2 separate regions of the Mus musculus genome follow, and region 1 is linked to region 2. A link is a contact called in public HiCAR-type data. All regions are on one chromosome and are shown on one strand. The core of a region is the stretch at or near the end of the contact, and the rest is flanking DNA. Distances in the headings are between cores, read along the strand shown.

Evidence for each region. HiCAR-type assays count read pairs that join an accessible place to other places.
Region 1: a HiCAR-type map of Th17 cells shows a contact between it and region 2, with 8 times the contacts expected there. The contact joins two enhancer-like sites. A contact is called at or near these places in 1 of 15 datasets of contacts at CTCF or cohesin (the NIH/3T3 cell line) and 1 of 115 datasets of contacts at active chromatin or transcription factors (Th17 cells).

The regions. Positions count from the first base shown.
Region 1 is chr8:128,418,107-128,422,708 of GRCm38.p6, forward strand. Nrp1 (neuropilin 1) reads left to right here. Exons shown (of 17, transcript NM_008737.2): 3 at 607-788. Among named protein-coding and RNA genes, the nearest start is that of Mir1903, 61 kb to the left of the region's middle. Within about 2 kb of position 2,990, at least 24 of the 459 cell types and tissues checked have an H3K27ac peak or open chromatin away from gene starts, as enhancers often do. A contact at or near this core is called in Th17 cells, where this site is marked.
Region 2 is chr8:127,662,946-127,667,993 of GRCm38.p6, forward strand. No RefSeq gene overlaps it. Among named protein-coding and RNA genes, the nearest start is that of Gm32532, 25 kb to the right of the region's middle. Within about 2 kb of position 3,451, at least 19 of the 459 cell types and tissues checked have an H3K27ac peak or open chromatin away from gene starts, as enhancers often do. A contact at or near this core is called in Th17 cells, where this site is marked.

The sequences.
Region 1 (4,602 bases), core at 1,740-4,239, 750 kb after region 2:
GACACTCGTGTAGGCCAGGGAGGTATTCTGTCTCAACCACTGAATGTGGCTAAAGAGAGAGTCCTTTCTCAGAAGACTTGAGTTGGGCAGAATGGCGTTAAATAGTGAAGAATCTGTTTATTATTCTGTGGCCATATGTTTAGAAGGTCTCTCACAGAAATCAAAGTATTGTTCATGGGGCACTCTAGCCAAGGGGACATTCTGAATTCATAAGAGAAGCTCTCGGTTTGAAAAGAATGTCCCACATTATGCACAGGACACCCCTACCACAGACAAAGCAACACTACTTAATAATAGAGAATTGTGCTTCAGAGATTTTGCTTTTTCTTGTTAATTGGTTACTTTAACTGACATTGTCTGCAAGTATAATGGACACCATTATTCTCAATGGTTCTGTGTTGTTGATAATGTGCACAGGCAGTGCAGTCCATTTTAATTATTGCATTTCACTGTTTCGTCCCCGTGAACTGAGCAGTGGTAAATGCAGATGGTGCATTCCCCCACCCCGCCCCCTGACAGATCATACCAGCTGTTACATTTCTCAAAATGTGAAATTGAAAGGGCCTTCCTCTCTGCCTCACATCACCTCCTTTTCTCTTTTGCAAGGTATGACTACGTGGAAGTAATCGATGGGGAGAATGAAGGCGGCCGCCTGTGGGGGAAGTTCTGTGGGAAGATTGCACCTTCTCCTGTGGTGTCTTCAGGGCCCTTTCTCTTCATCAAATTTGTCTCTGACTATGAGACACATGGGGCAGGGTTTTCCATCCGCTATGAAATCTTCAAGAGAGGTAAGTAACTCACATAAGAACAAGAATGACTAAATGATTTTTTAGTGTTGTTTGAATTCCCAAGGGATCATGTGAAAAGAAAGATGAAGGTCATGGCTCCATCCTTCCATAAAGAATTTGTTTTTTCCCTTATAGAAATGTTGGAAAATGTTTTGAATGAGGTAAATATATCCATGGTGTGGCAGAAGTGTGTTTGAAATGGATCAAAGCTACTCAAAAATAATATTTTTTAAAAGATACCACCCTGAAATGTGTTGATTAAAGAGAGAATGCATTACATTGAATTCTCTGAAAGCCATTGATTCTTATTTTTTTTTTTATTTTTTAGAAATAGGCTAAAATACTGCTGGGGTTTATTCCCTCTCCTCCCTCTTCTTCTCCCTCTGCCTCTCTATCTCCCTCCATCCCCTTCCAAGCTCTCTAACCCAAGCTGGTCTCTAATTTGCTATTAGCCAAGGGTGGCCTTGAACTCCTGATGGTCCTGCTTCCAACTGCTGGGTAAAAGGATCACAGCTGTGTGGCCCAAACACAGGTTATACCTTGCTGGGGATGGAGGCCCAGGCTTCATACAGGCCAGGCTTCATACAGGCCAGGCAAGCCCTCTACCAACTGAACCACATCTCCAGTCATGAAGTTTGATTCTTTTGTGTCAGTTAGGTCAATTAGTCTCTTTTACCTTAAATCTATGGTTAATACTTTCCTTTTATTTGTCTGACAGTTCATAGGCTTCCAATTTTGAGGGGCTATGGTCATGCCTTGATATAAACAGAATGCTTACCATCTTATTACCACTCTCAAAGATCTCTCTCTCTCTCTCTCTCTCTCTCTCTCTCTCTCTCTCTCACACACACACACACACAATTACTAGATGACTTCGGTAAAAGTCCCTCACCTTCTAATAAGACCAAGCTGGGAACATTCCAGATCCAATCTGAAAGAGGGTAACGCATAGCACTGTGAAATATCTGGAGACCACTGCAGATTCCTCTTGTATTAAAATTTGTTGCTGCTACTTAAATTTTTAAGTTCTCCAGTATTTCTCAACAATCCACAAACAGTGGTTTAAGTCTGTAACATGTTGTGAAATGTAGGAGAAAGTGCCTGTTTAAGTAGGATGGGGAAAAAAATCTAGTTACAACTGTGTTAAAAACCTAAGGTTTTCCAGGTCAGCAATGGAACCAGAGCCCAGGAAGAACCACTGGGAGTTTGGAAAACATTAATATGACTTCTTTACATTTCAAAGATGCCTGACCTTGCCTCATGTAGAAATAACTTCTTGCATAATTATATGTAACCACAGGACTGGGCAGACAGTACAGTGCTTGTCTTGCAAGCATGAAGACCTGAGTTGAACTCCTAACACCCTTGTAAAACTCAAGATGTTGTGGTGTATGCCTGTAATCCTAGGAATGGGGAGCTGAGTGGGAAGAGAGTAGGACCCCTGAAACATGATATTTAGCTGTCCTAGCCTACTTAATGAGCTAGTGAGAGACCTTGTCTCAAAAAAATTTTTTTAAAGAATAATACCTAAGCTTGTGGCCTACACATACATATGAACCCCTGATTACATGAATCCAAGTTTTCTTGCACTGAAAGTTGTATGCCTTGTTATCCAAAGGGTATCCCCTATCTATATGTATACACACATGCATTCACATATGCTTGCTTTCTTGCACATGGTATCATCAGAGACAGTAGGTGTCATAAAAATGAGTAAGAACAGACTTTCATTTTCAGTATTTCTGAATGTTCTGCAAGTAGTTGAGAGAGCTATGAAGGGGAGGAGGAGGGGCTGCTGACTTGAGAATTCTTCATCATCCTCCATCAGAGCCCACACCCCAAGCACTATTATAATAGTCTACTCTCTGGTCAGTCCCTGTATTTAGCGTGTTGCCTATTCTCCTCAGTTTCATTCAACAGACTTGGAAAATTACATCTTCCTTCTAAGTTGACTGCCACAAACCACCAAGTAGACCAAAATTGTGTTTTTGCCAATGTAGTTTAATCCTATTTGAGGTCTCTCCATGGGCCACCAAGCCCCTGTCATTATAACCTATCCTGCTGGGTTAAGTTCAATCCTGCTGGATTTTGGACAAAGCCTGAGCAGCCTTTGCCCTCATCTACTTTTAACTGTGACTTATGACATTGAGCATCCTGCTCCAGGACTATCGCTGATAGAGTATGATGCTCACTTCTTCCACTGCCTGTTGGTGTGGCTGACTGGAGTATCAGTTTCCTCATCAGTGGAACCCAGCAGAGGCTTTCAGATTCAGATGAAACAGAAACAGGTAATTCTGACACCTGCCACTGACTTATGCTTGAGAAGAACTGTTACAGCAACTACCAATGAACTGACTCCTTCAAGGTTCAGGGCTCTCTCGTCTTCCAAACTGCACTTGATCTTTTAGAAAACCTGGCCCCAGTCTCTTTTCTTGGGAAGCACTTCTGGCTAACCTGACTTTTCTGTGCACATTCCCAAGTTGCCCTCTGTGTCTATACATTATATACAGCACACACAGTATTTATACAGAGTGTACTATATATACAAATATATATTTACCAATGATTCTCTTACTATCTTCAAATTTCCCCATGTAACATATGCTTTATTTTCCAACACTGTTGCTTCTATTTGAGAAATTTTAAAAACCCACATTTCTACTATTTCACCTATCGCCCGCATAAAAAATATTCACAAAATACATGCGTAAATATATATTAATCCTCAGAAGTCATTTAATAATGATACAGAACTCATAGATTTCTGATCTTCTGAGAACTCAGCACTTCTTTGGGGGCTCAGCAACTTCAAAAGTTTCTAAAAACATGTGAATTATACTGATCATAGTTTAATGCAACCAGGAAATTAATTTTTTAGATGCTGGCTTTGAGGTTTTCAGGCAGTGGATTACAAGTATGAGAATTTGCTATTCCTAATTCCAGGAGCTGAGACGAAGGTCTGTCCTGCCTGGCAGCCTTAGCCCCTCTTCACCTTTCCCTCGGTCACCTCAGACCACCCTGATTCTCTCTCCAGAGCCTTGAAGTTCCTTTACATCTACTCTCCCAGATGTTGGAACTTTGGGTCAGTATCCCAACACTCATCTAAAGATCCTTCTCTGAGACACACACACACACACACACACACACACACCTCCAGTCTGTCACTCTTCCACTGTCCTGCCTACTGGCCTGGTCCACCAGCTCCACTACTGAAGGAGTCTGGAGCAGTTTCTATGGACCTCAGTGTCAGAGGCTGAGTGGCAGTGCTTGGTACAGACTATTTAATTAAGGCTCTATATATTTAACAAAAATCAGAGAGGGATGTTACTTAGTTGGTTGAGTACCTGCCTAACATGAAGGAACCCCTGGCTTCCATTCCCAACACAAGGTCAACTAGGCATGATATATAATAAATACTATTGCTTGATCATTGAAGGCAGGAGTAGCAGAATTTCACCATCATCCTCGGCCACAAGTTGAGGCTAAATTCTAGGAAATAGAGGGGCCTATCTAACGGTAACTTCAAGAAAGTATCATAGTTCTAATTATCCCATATCCTTTGTCATTAATATCTAGATGTGACTTTTTTTGTAACCACATAGCCAAATATGGCACACCTCTAGATTTGTGTGTACAAGCACTGTCCCCCTTGTGACTCACTGGCTTCCAGCTAGCCTCATTCTTGTTCAGCCCTGGGAGTTCCTGTGGAGTTCCTGAACCCTCTCCTGCCACTGTTTCCTGCAGAGGGGGCATTTTCCCCCCAATGGGGCCAACTTACATAACAGTGAAAAAGGAAAATGTTAAAATGAAACAA
Region 2 (5,048 bases), core at 2,201-4,700:
GAGCCTGTGCAGCTGAGACTGTCCTAGTTGTGGGACCCCATCACACCCGGTGAATTCCAGCTGAGCTTGTCTCCAATGCGGTCACAGCCATTGCAGCTCAGGATGCCTGTGATACTCAGCCAGCAAGGAAATCCCCTGGTTGAATCAACTTGAGTCCAGGGTAAAGCATGAATTTAGCTGAAAGTCCCAACTTAGAACTTGGACTCTGGGTTTTATGTTAATCTGATATATTTTTCTCCACATGTAAGAGAACATTGTCTGGGTTGCCAAGAAACTCTTTCAATTTAACACTGAGTCAAACAGCTATAGGACTATAATATACTATAATATACTGCACAGATGTCAAGAAAATGTAGTCCATTGGCCAAGTCAGTGTAGGCATGGCTCCCAACAGGCATGCCAGAGACACCCAACATCTCTACAGATTTTCATTCCAGGGTGCCAGAGTCTTGATTTATGATTGCATATCATGATCCATCCCCAGGTCTGTGATCATCTCTGAAGCATGCCAGCTTATCTCTGTAGTAAAGGCTAGATACTTGTGGGTTGTTAGCCTGAAAGAACCACTCTGAGATAAGTAAGATATATTGGTGCATCAGTTTGCTTTGTAATAATGAGATGCTATTACTCTGGTTGACTGGCTGTCTTTATATACCTTGCATCATCTCTGCATAGCATATGTGCACATGAGTTCAGATTCCAGAACTTGAATAAAAAGTTCCGGCATGCCCAACTTAGTGCTGGGTACTGCAGTGCATGCCTATAATCCTAACACTGGGGAAGCAGAGACAGGAGAACCCCCATGGCTTGCCAGTAAGCTAGCCAAGCCAGGTGGATGAACTCCAGGCCAGTGAAAGAGCCTGTCTCCTAAAACAAACTAGACAGTAATAGAGAAAGATGCCCATCATTAACTTTTGGCCTCTACTATTATACACACTAATGAAAGTGTACACACATGCCTATTATATATATATACATGTTGCTGTAAGTTTAATAATATATAAACAATTGAGAGATAGAGCTTGGCTAAATCTCTAGCAGGAGGTTGTGGTGGCTTGAATAATAAAGAAACTCCCATGCTAATGAATTTGAATACTTAGGATGTGGCATTAGGAGACAGGGCCTTGTTGGACTAGGTATGACCTTGTTGGAGGAAGTGTGTCTCTAGGGGTGGGATTTAAGATTTCAAATGCTCAAGCCAGGCTCAATCTCTCTTTTTTCCTGCTGCCTGCTGAGATTAGAGCTCTCTGTTGCCCCTCCAGCACCTCATCTGCCACCATGCTTCCCTCTGTGACAGTAATGGACTACACCTCTGAATGTAAGCAAGCCCCAATAAAATGCTTTCTTTTATAAGAATTGCTATGATCATGGCATCTCTTCACACCAATAGAACATTGTCTACAACTGGGGTAAATGAAGCAGGCAGAGCGTTCCAGCACTAGCTATGCCAATAGAATTGGTATATGTCTGTATTTTAGAGATCAGAAAAGCCGCATGCATGTTATGCCAGTCAGTATTTATGGGCTGGATTGGAAGACTGGATTCTTACATGTAATTTTTGAGAAGTCAGACTCACATGTGGACCCTAGGGCACTGACCTCAGCTGGGTGTTTTATTTCTCTTTCAGAGTTTAAAACATGCTCTGAATATCACAAGATTGTTCAAAATTAGCATTTTTGTGGTATCACGGGACATAGAGTGATAGCCTAGCATGATTGAAACCCCGAATTCCTGGCCAAGCAGCACTGAGTGCGATGCTACATTTCATACCTTACTGTGGAAGCAGGAGAGGCAGAGGCTTAAAGTCATTCTCTATACAGAGTCTGAGACTAGCCTAGACTACATGAGAACTTGTCAAAACATAGTATCTTTTACTGAGTATAGATGGAGTCCTGTTTGTGTAAAGTAGGACTTGTAACTTTCTCTATTCTTCTCTGAACAAGACGCACCGGTGGCATCCCATAGGTGAGATCCAAAGCTTTTTGGTGGCAAGTTATAGCAACCTGGCTGTGGGTCTGGATGTTAGCACTCAATCCATCTCCCGAAATAGAAATATACTGTATGTATTAGGTACTTTTTTTCACTGTTGTGGCAAAGTACCAGACAAAAGCAACTTAAGGAAGGAAAGGTGTACTTCTGCTCACAATTGAGAGTACAGCCCATTGTGGTGGGTGGACAATACAGCAGAAGCATGAGGCAGCTGGTCACATTGCGCCTAGAGCCAGGAGGTAGAAAGAGATGGTTGCTGGTGCTGTTTACTTTTGCCTTTTTATGCGCTCTGAGACCCCAGCCCATGAATCTGACTTCTCAGCAAATAGATGGTGCTTCCCATCTTCAGAGTGGAATTTTCAACCTTAATCTCTGGAAACTCCCTTACAGACAAGCCCAGAGAAATGTCTCTATGGTGTTTCTAAATCCTTACAAGTTAACAATCAAGAGGAAACCGTTACAGGTAGAGAATACTCCATTTACTAGCTCTGAAGGGTAACTCTGAAGTGTCTGTAGAAGAGAGATTCTCAGGGCATGGGGGGTGGGGTGGGGAGTGAGGTCTTGGGTGTGGGGAGGGCCCATGCATTCAGGCAGACACAGGGGTTGCTGTGATTTTATGGGGGGAGAAAACAAAGGATTCCCAGAGACATTTCAAGCCATCTGTAAATCTTCTGAGTGACTGGTCACTCCCTAGTGCTGAGACTACATGCCACCCATTGGCTCAGGACACCTTAATTGACAGCTCCTTCAGGATGGGGTAAAGGGCTACCAGATTCTGTCTGTCCTCTAATTCTGTGGGTAACTTCTCATCAAGTATGGGGGTCTCAGGGAAGACACTGTGGGCTGTCTGCTCAACATCCACTATTACCTGTCTACAGTCATTTGGGGAGGTCAGAGACAAGATTGAGGTGGAAAACCAGCAATCACTGTGGCAAGCTTTAAGCCTCTGGTTACTCACTGACCCGCTAAGTCGGCAAACCTAAAGTAAATCATATGTAGGACTTGTGCTGTGGGAAGGAATAAATTCCCCTACATCTAATCCAGTTGTCTTAGTTTTGTCTAAATTTGAATTGTAGACTAAGTGGCTTGTACAACACATTGGGAATTGTTTCTTGAAGGTCTAGAGGCTAAGATACCCCAAATCAAGACACGTGTGTTTCCTGAGGGCCTGCCTCCTGCCTCATGGTCCCTACTGTGTTCTCATATGCTGAAGGGTGCCTTGTTCTCGAAGGTAACCAATAAATTCATGAGAACCCCATGTCTGATCTTGTCATGTCCCAAAGTTCTTCTCCTAATACAACCACATTGGGGTTTTAGGCTAACATATGAGTTTCAAGAATGGAAAACCAACAATTTGCAGAATTGTTTTCATAGAGTTGTGGGAGACATCTCACAGGTGGAGACAATGACTGGGTAGATACCTCATAAGTTGAGACAGTGTCTAGTCACCATCTCCTGCAAGTGAATCCACTCTTGTAGAGTTAGGTCAGAAGTAGGAACATGGGGGAATCCCCCATGGGGCTCTAAGAAGCAGCAGCTTCCCTTCCCCTGAACCTTCCCTTCAGCCCACTGAGCAGCTGGCAGCTCCTGGTGTCCCCCTTCTTTTGACTTATCCCTCTTCTGGGTAAGCGGTGAGTCAAGGATGGAGGCTAAGGGTCTTCTCACAGATGGAGGCTGTGAAACTCTCTCTTTCAGAGCTCAACTTCCTACCATCACACACAGGGGACGCAAGCCTGTTTCCTGGCCTTGGCTCTCAGCCTCAGAGTTCCCCTACAGCCCTCACCCTGGCTGCAGCCACTAGCTGTCTGCCCACATGCTGGTCTCCACCCTGGCCTCCGAGCCAGTCCTGACTCCAGACAGGAGGGCTTCAGGACTTGGCATTCCATCACTTTCATTACACAACACCTTTGACCTTGGGCCACATCTGGTCCTGATAACTGGCTTTTTATTTGTTCCTGGAACTTCTTATGGTTTTGGATGTTGTCCACTTCCCTGGACAGAGTCCCTCTGGCCACTATGGCTGGTAGGACAATGCTCTGGAAGCATGAAGATTACATGAGTGTGTGGCTGGAGCCTTGTCCACATTGACCTGCTCCCCTGGAGTTTCTAAGCTGCTTCCTGCTGGGTCCTTTTTATTTCTCTTGTCCAAATATTCAATTTTCTCTCTAGTATGAATAATTATAGTGTGAACATACCTCAAGACATGTTCCTTTGTTTATGTAAAAACAGCCTGGAGTTAAGTTGTTCTGGCTGCCAGATAGCCTTCTGTCTTTCTGCTTCACTTCCCTGAGAGGGACCCTCAGCCCTAGTCTGATGCCTGGCAAGGAACAGCCAGTAACACCTTCATATTCTCCCCAGAAAGAAAGGAGAATCAAGGACTTCCACACAGGCCCATCTTGGTTATTTCTACTCAGATCTCACTTGCCCAGGCTTAGCAGTGAGATTGTGGGAAGGCATAGGTCCTCCCATTGAACACTGAACAGGGCTGGTACCCTCTACCCAGGGAAGCAGAGGAGACTGTAGTGGTCTGTGGTAACTTCTTATGCTGTTTGTTTGTTTTCTGGACAGGATCTTATGTAGGCCAAGCTCACACTATAGCCAAGGATGGCTTAGAACTTCTTATTTTTGTTTTATTTTATTTTATGTGCATTGGTGTTTTGCCTGCTTGAATGTCTGTGTGAGAATGTCAGGTCTTGGAGTTACAGACCATTGTGAGCTGCCATGTGGGTGCTGGGAATTGAACCTGGATCCTTTGGAAGAATAATTGGTGCTCTTAACCACTGAGTCACCTCAACAGCTGGCCTGGAACTTCTAATTCTACTGTCTCCTCCTACTACCTCCTTGTATCCTCTCCAGTTTTGGGATTACAGGCATGTACTGTTTGTTTATGCCATACTGGGGATGGAACCCAGGCCTTCCTGTGTGCTAGGAAAGTATTCTGCTTACCCAGCCACATCCTTAGCTGGCATGATGGTTCTGCTTAGAATCCCAGTACTGCTGGGAAGACAGAGACAGAAAGAGCCCTAAGGCTCACTGTTCAACCAGTCTGATCCTCTTGT